Regions from separate parts of the Mus musculus genome. Here region 2 is linked to region 1. The links are chromatin contacts, called in public Hi-C maps. All regions are on one chromosome and are shown on one strand. Each heading gives the region's core, a stretch centred on a gene start, on an enhancer-like site or on the middle of the called end of the contact. The rest is flanking DNA. Distances are from core to core; before and after follow the strand shown.

Region 1 (3,646 bases), core at 306-2,805:
GTGTTGATTTCAGTTTTTATTATACGGCTAGGATATTGATCAAGCACTTTAGCAAGTGCCCTCAAAAAACAGAAAGAAATAGTTTACTCTTTTACTACCACCAACTTTAATATGAAATATTTTTGCCAGGATTCTGTGAACACCAATCGTATAATACAAACCATGGAAAAGTTCCAGGCTGTGTTGATTTGTTTTATGAATGCTGTGTGATGCCAGATTGGAGGTGTACATCTGTGGGGGTTGGCCAGTCATCCTTCTGCCGTCTGTGTATCTGTATGGTTAAATGAATTAGCTAATATAAAAACAGCATAAACAAGTTTAGTGTCATGGAATTTCCTTTATAGCACACAGAATATTCATATCTAAGTGAAGAAGTAGAGAGTCATGTCCAAGTGCTGTAACTTGGGATAGAGCACAGTATCGAGTAGAAAAGCCCTGAGCACATGGTGCTTAGCTGCTCCCCTTTTCACCGTTTTTTTTTTTTTTTTTTTTGTGCATAGTTTTACCAGTGGTAGTATCTCTGCAAACTAGAATGGAGAACACAGATATTCTGCAGTACTGGAGAAACCATCCAGTATCTGAAGGCCGTTCAGTGACCACTCAATTCCTAACTCTTTGGAGGAAACCAAGCCAGAAGGGTTCACTCGTCAACTCTGGATACTCACCTCTGAATTATTATTTTTTTTTTTTGTACAGCAAACACTATAATCAGCTACCAAGAGAGCCTCCTACTCTGACGTATGTATCAGGTAGCAATGTAACATTCCTGTCCTAGGCTTTGCATCCACTGTGCGTCAATCTACAGCACTTCGGGTCTCCGGGCTCACACTGAAGTCTCTTCTAGCCAACATTCACCTTGCATTTACTCCCCGTTGGATTAACCATAAAATGTTTTCTGATATATTGGTTGACTTTAACTTTCATTGTGGTTTTTTTTTCTTGCTTCTTAAATATTATTTTGTTTGAGGCATTACTTCTGTCTGGATTCATTGTGTGTGTGCAAGTGCATATGTGCATATGTGGGTATGATGTGCACATGTGTGCCTGTGTAACAACTATGAGCATGAATAAAGAGAAGCAGTGAATGATCTCTTCAAAGAAAGTATGCATACAATATACAGTAGATATAATTAGTGTTAATTTCAATGGTGGGATTTTTAAGTTGGAGAAGAAACAATAAAACTTTTATTTTTAGCTAACAGTTTGTGAGCTAATTTAGTCCTTGATTTCCTTCCAAGTATGATAGTTTAAATTTGCCCCAGATGGAATTTCTCTTCTGTTCAAATTGCTGGACAGCAACAGAACAGCCATTTGTAACAAAGTCTGCAGAAGTGGGCTGGTGCTCCTACTCTTCCAAATACATTGGTCTGTTTGTAAGAAGAGTGGCCCCCATAAATCACCATGAATTAAAGAGGTACACACCCGTCCCAATCCAAACATCAGGAAGAAGTGGTTGCCCAATAGATAAGGACATAAACAAGTGCACAGCATCACTTGAGCTTCTCCAGCAGGTCCGTATTTTTGGAATGCAGCCCGCGCTATTTCACATGCTGCTCTCTCTCTAATCTTGACTGACTCACAGTCTTGTGATAGTGAGATAAGCTAGGTAGGCAAATTTTTATAGAGTTGCAATTACTGAAATTGTCATTACGCTGCTCACTGTAAAATAAATATAGATAGAAGTGAAATTATGCGCAGGCTAGAAGTAGAAAGTGTTTTGCTTCTGTTTGCTAAATTAATCTCTTCCTAAATGGCTGCAGGCCAGGTAGGTTAGCATTTGTGGTTTCAAAGGTTTTCAGCGCTTGCAATGAGCCATGAAATTACTGCATGCTGCTGAAAATGGCAGCTGATGAAAGGAGAAGAGAGAATCCCAAAGGCAGAAAGACAGGAGGAAGCAAAATTACAGGCAGAAAGTCTGATTTTTGATGTTGCTCATTGTGAAATGTACACCCAAACTTTTAATAAAACATAAAACATTAATAAACCTGCTAACAATTCCTCACAATTGCTTTTGAAGTCTGAGTATAATTTCTGAATACTTATTAAAACAGGCAGCAAGTGGCTCAGAGGTCGGTGAGCAGGCTCCTGTCTGTGGGATGGGCTCTGTGGGAAGGCTTGCTGCTTAGGACTTTTGAAATAAGATTTTTTTTATTGATGATTTTAATTGAATTGTACAAAGGATTGATTTTCAGTTAAGGAAAGTACCCAGTTGCCTTTACCCAGGTTCCTTTAGTTTCCATTAGAATTAACTAATCTCAGTTTTGATACATTCCCTGGCATGCACACAACCAGAGCTGCTATCTTGTTTTGAACCATTTGAACATCCATAGAATAAGGTGATATCTATGTCTTCATTTGTAGTTTTAAAAGCCCTTTGGGCCTGAGGGCTGTGCCCTATGGGTTCTTACCCTTTTCTCAGGAAGAATGTGAATCGGTTTGATTTTGAAAAACCACAAACACCATACCTTGCCACAGACAGGCAGGCTATCCATGTCAAAAGGAGGCATTCTCTGGCTCCCTAGGCTTTGCCTCATGAGGATCCATTTCAAATTGAAGGTTGTAACAGTTCTTAAATATATTTATAAAGGTGTTTCCCATCTTGTAATGAAAATCAGTCTTCAAAGCCTTCAGACACTTCATAGCCAAGAGAGATTCCTGAGACATGCAGGGATGCTATTTAGAATTCCACAATTTCTGGATATTAGACAAACTGCAACTGGAGTTCATTTGTACTAAAACAATCTTGCTACCACTAATACAAAACACACACACACACACACACACACACATTCTTAGAGATTCTAAGCACTCACAGTTGCATGGTTTTATAGATTAATTACTAGGAAGACAGAATTGTAGAGATTTTTGGATTAAATTTAGTTATAGGAGACATAAATGATCTAATGATTACTATTCATGCCTGCTCAAATAGTTACTGTCCCTGAGTTATTAGAAAGCAGTTTTTACTTCTAGCGAGGGAATGCTCTGAACTGAAAAGTCAGTGCATCTTACATGAAGAATTCTTTAATATGAGCCACGAAACCTTCAATAAAGAGGGGCCAGCAAAGCTAGGTAATTATTCATCATTAAAAACAAGACTGTATGCAGGAGGTGCGGGTGCTTCAATCGTCTTTGTAGCCATATGCCACCATCTACAAAATTCTCATTTTAATTCTTAGTGTACCACTATTTTTCCTCTTAAAAAAAAAAGACACATTATATGATTTCAGATTAACGTGATCTGTTGGAAAATGCATTTGATTTGGAATTAGGCAAACACAACTTGGCCACCTTGCCATTAGTCACGGGATAAAGAGCACTGCTACACTGTGTCTTACTGTTTTAGTTTAATTTTGATCTCCCATGACTGTCATCTACTCTGCGAGTATGGGTGTGAGTGTGTGTATATGTATGTGTGCATGCCTGCCTGCGTGTGTGTGTATATGTGCATGCCTTCTTGTGTGTGCATGCCTCTGTGTGTGTGCATGCCTTCCTGTGTGTATAAGTGTGTGTTTGTGTGTGTGTCTGTGCATGCCTGCCTCTGTGTGTGTGTGTGTGTGTGTGTGTGTGTGTAGGCATGCATGCCTGCCTGCATGATCCAGACAATCAAAGAAACAGTGAAGTCATAGATTAAGATAAATGTGCA
Region 2 (3,727 bases), core at 619-3,118, 610 kb before region 1:
TTTTTTCTAAGTAAACTTAGAGACAAATCCAATTTTTAAAATAACAAACTACTAACCAAAGCAGCCAGCTTAATATATCTAACACAGTTCTGGTGATTTTTAGGATCTTAACTGGAAAGGAAAAGAAAGAAGTAGACCAGGAAACCCAGAGATACATACAGCAGGACATTCAAATGTACTGACACTAAGAAGATTGTGGTCTTTCACACATGCTATAAATAAGCTATACACCAATTGAGGCCCTGTTTATATAGGGCTTTTTGTACTATGTCAGTATTTAGAGGATTTGGAGCATTATCTTTGGCTATGAAACCTGGCTCATGACCAGTCTCTGCCTCTCTATTAACTTAGTTAAGTTTTCCTCAAATACCAGGGGATAACACATACAAACAGTAAATATACATAGGAATGATCATTTAAGAAATTATTTCATGCAGTTGTTTATGGGAATATTTTTGTTTCGACAGGACCCACAAAACTCACTTCGTTAAGCTGCAAAGCAAAACTAAATAGAGATGAGCTGTCAGTTGGCTTCTCAGACATCACATGAATGTTCTTCGACGAATAGTCTGAACACTTGAGGTTACAAATTACTATGGCCATATGCACCACACAGACCCCTTGTAAAATGCTAGTGAGACTCTTTCATAAGCACGCTAAACTGTAGCATCTTCAAGAAACACTTTTTTTTTTTTTTTTTGCACAGTAAACCAACTTCTCAGATCACAGGACTTGTCATTCTAAATATCAGAGGTTTTTATCACTTAGCATAAACTCATCAGGAAATACTGGTCCGAATGGAGTTCAGAAACAAAGAAATGTGGTCATTTTTCTTATTTCAAAGGAATTAGCTGTAAGAAATCAGAAGCACTGCCGCCTTAGGTAGTTTCTGTGACAGGAGGCTACGTAACGCTCCGCTCCGTGCTTGCTAACTCGTGTTCTCCCCGAAGGCTTTCCTTGGCTTCCTCTTGTAAAGGATTCTCACTAGATCTTTTCACTCTGGAATGGAATTCACTCTACTTGTTTGCTCGCTCTTCTCTCTCTCTCTCTCTCTCTCTCTCTCTCTCTCTCTCTCTCTCTCTCTCTCTCTCCCTCTCCCTCTCTCTCTCTCCTCTCCCCTCTCCCCTCTCTCCCTCTCTCCCTCCCTCTCTATCTATCTATTCTTTCCTTTAAGAAAGTGTTTCTTATGGAGATTTCCTTTTTCTTCTTCTAGGAAGTATGTAGAGCCCCTTTCAGAAAATTGAACTGAGTAATTAAGCTCAGATTCTGATTCCTGTTGAAGTGTACGGGCAGAAAGTTTTGCCCTGTAAACAAAAATGGATTCAGAATTTTCTGAAAACATTGTGAACTAAGGGTTTAGAAGATATAAGACTCAGCAATGAAGCAAAGACATTTGTATGAATTTTTTTCATTTATTTATTATTAATTTATTTATTCACTTTACATCCAGATTGCAGTCCCCCATCAGTCCCACCCTCACAAACCCATCCCTTCATTACCCCCTCCCCTTCTCCTCAGAGAAGGAGAAGTCCACCGTGAGTACTAACCTGTCCTGGCACATCATGTTGCACCAGGACTAAATGCACTCACTCCCATCGAGGCCAGTCAAGGCAGCCTAGCTAGGGTAAGGGGGCCCAAAGGCGGAGCAAAAGGATTCTTATAGTCTTTAGCATTCCTGGGGTGTGGACTGTGTTTCCTAAGGTCTGCTATGGTTGGACTCTGCAGCAACTTACACCAGCACATGATGTCAGCCATCAGACTAAATAGTCCTGGCCATCCAGATTTCAAAGGACCAGTCAAGGGGTGACATTGCACTGAAAGAGCAAGCTGTCAAGAATTTTACCCGCTGCTGATAAACTGATTATAGAGCTGCTTAAGACTCTGCTTGTAAACAAAAGCATTTATCAACTAATAATTTGCAATAAACTCATGCAACTCCCAGCTGAGCCCCTAACTGTAATTGTCTTTACCATCTGCCTATTAAAATACCATTCTTCATCAGCAATCAGGAGCAGAAGGGAGGAAATCTCCACCAAAATACACAACTTGCAAGCTTATGAATAATCGGAGTGCATTCTGCACTTTCATTTCTGACTTGTGTGTTGGGTGTTCTTAATTTAAATTCTTGCCCAGCCTGGGAGGCTCAGAAATCAGGTGGAGGGGAAAAGAGGAGGGGAGGGGGAACTGACACACTGTGCCTGCTGCTCTGCAGAGGCATAAATTATACAAGTTCATCATAGGAGGCTGTTTTTAATTTCTTTTTCCCTCTTTCCATTTCTCTGTGTAATATGCATTGCAGGATCACAATGAAGCTCCCTTAAGCACCAGGCTAGAAATGAGCCTCTCAGTGCCTCTGTCAACTTGTCCATTTCTATTAGACTTCTTTGTTTTGCCTTTCTATTTATTTATTTTTTTAATTCCCAGAAAGTAATCGATTTTTCTCTAGGGAGCTAGATCAAAAGTGTGACACCAGTGGATGAGGTGAAAGACTGGCATCCCCTGCAGCAACTGGTCAGATCCCTGGAACAGAAATGCCAGCATTTGGCAGGAACCTGAGTTTTCAGCCTTGATTTGCAATCACTCAGAGATACTGCCCAGTTACAGCTCTCGTTGTGTCCTGTGTCCTGTGTGCTAGGAGATGTCCTGTACACGTCACCTCTGAGAGATGGGCTTCAGCATCAGCCACATGAAGCACTCAGAACTCCCCTAAGTGATGATCTTAAGAGATCTGTGGGCAAAAGCAGCCAGGAGAGGGGATTGCATCTTTCTGCAAGCCATCTTTAGTCAACATATTCCATACCTTGGTAAAGTTTATTAGCTTTTAAATATATTTACCCAAATGTTCTCCTAACAAAACATGATACTTATCAAAAAAAAAAAAATCCCAACAACCATACAGTATTAAGCAATCTGTGATGCTTGGAAAATTAAAAATTATAAGTACTATGCATTATTTTCATGCTCTTTTGTTGCCCAGAGCATGTTTCCTGTTTCAGTGTTTCTCTCTTCTCAGGGAGCATTTTATCTGTCCATAAAAGCTCAGTAATTCTGAAGGAGATCATGGGTCGAATGTGTCCTACAGTAAACAATGGCTATCATTTGTAATTAGGGTTCAAGTTCTAAAGATGACAATGTGTGTTGGGTTTTCTTATTGCAACATATAATTTTAAATTAATGTTTATGCTTTTATTTCACTTTATATGAGCTTTCCTTTGAGTAATTATTTTTCTTTACAATCAACTGTTAAATATAACGGAACTAATAATTTCCCGCTGTGGAAAAATGACAATGGCGTGCATGCACCTGTTTTTTACTCTATCTGGTTTGGCAAACAAAGTTAATGGGAAACAGGGATTCTAACTTTCTTCCCGGGCTGGGGAGGACCGGAAGTGTAGGCAGAACTGCGTGAGATTCTGTTGCTTTAGCATTGGAAACATGAAATATTTGAACAAAGCCTTGTTATCAATTTCAAGTAACACAAAAATCATCCATGATGCTAATAGTGCGATGTACAATTTCTACCAAAACATCTTTTCTTTTTATCCACTTTTCCAGAATTGAAAATTCTTTAAATTGTGGAGCTTTAAAATTTTTTTTTAAAAGATGAGTAGCAGCTGTGGGTCGTGGTTGTGCTTCGGTGCGCTGTGACTTAGTGTGTCTTTTATTATGTTTAAGGAAGCTCATAACTAGTATAGTTTTAGTAATTATATGTTATTTAAGATTATAT

The links. A called contact is a pair of places that touch in the nucleus more often than the background predicts.
Region 2: a Hi-C map of cerebellum shows a contact between it and region 1, with 2.5 times the contacts expected there. The contact joins two enhancer-like sites. A contact is called at or near these places in 2 of 15 datasets of contacts at CTCF or cohesin (the NIH/3T3 cell line and pro-B cells) and 4 of 484 Hi-C or Micro-C datasets (cerebellar granule neurons, cerebellum and embryonic fibroblasts).

What each region holds. Positions count from the first base shown.
Region 1 is chr15:40,473,975-40,477,620 of GRCm38.p6, reverse strand. No RefSeq gene overlaps it. Among named protein-coding and RNA genes, the nearest start is that of Gm16294, 51 kb to the left of the region's middle. Within about 2 kb of position 1,555, at least 7 of the 459 cell types and tissues checked have an H3K27ac peak or open chromatin away from gene starts, as enhancers often do. A contact at or near this core is called in cerebellar granule neurons and cerebellum, where this site is marked.
Region 2 is chr15:41,080,807-41,084,533 of GRCm38.p6, reverse strand. The region is part of intron 5 of Zfpm2 (zinc finger protein, multitype 2); the gene reads right to left. Among named protein-coding and RNA genes, the nearest start is that of Gm46502, 91 kb to the left of the region's middle. Within about 2 kb of position 1,868, at least 7 of the 459 cell types and tissues checked have an H3K27ac peak or open chromatin away from gene starts, as enhancers often do. A contact at or near this core is called in cerebellar granule neurons and cerebellum, where this site is marked.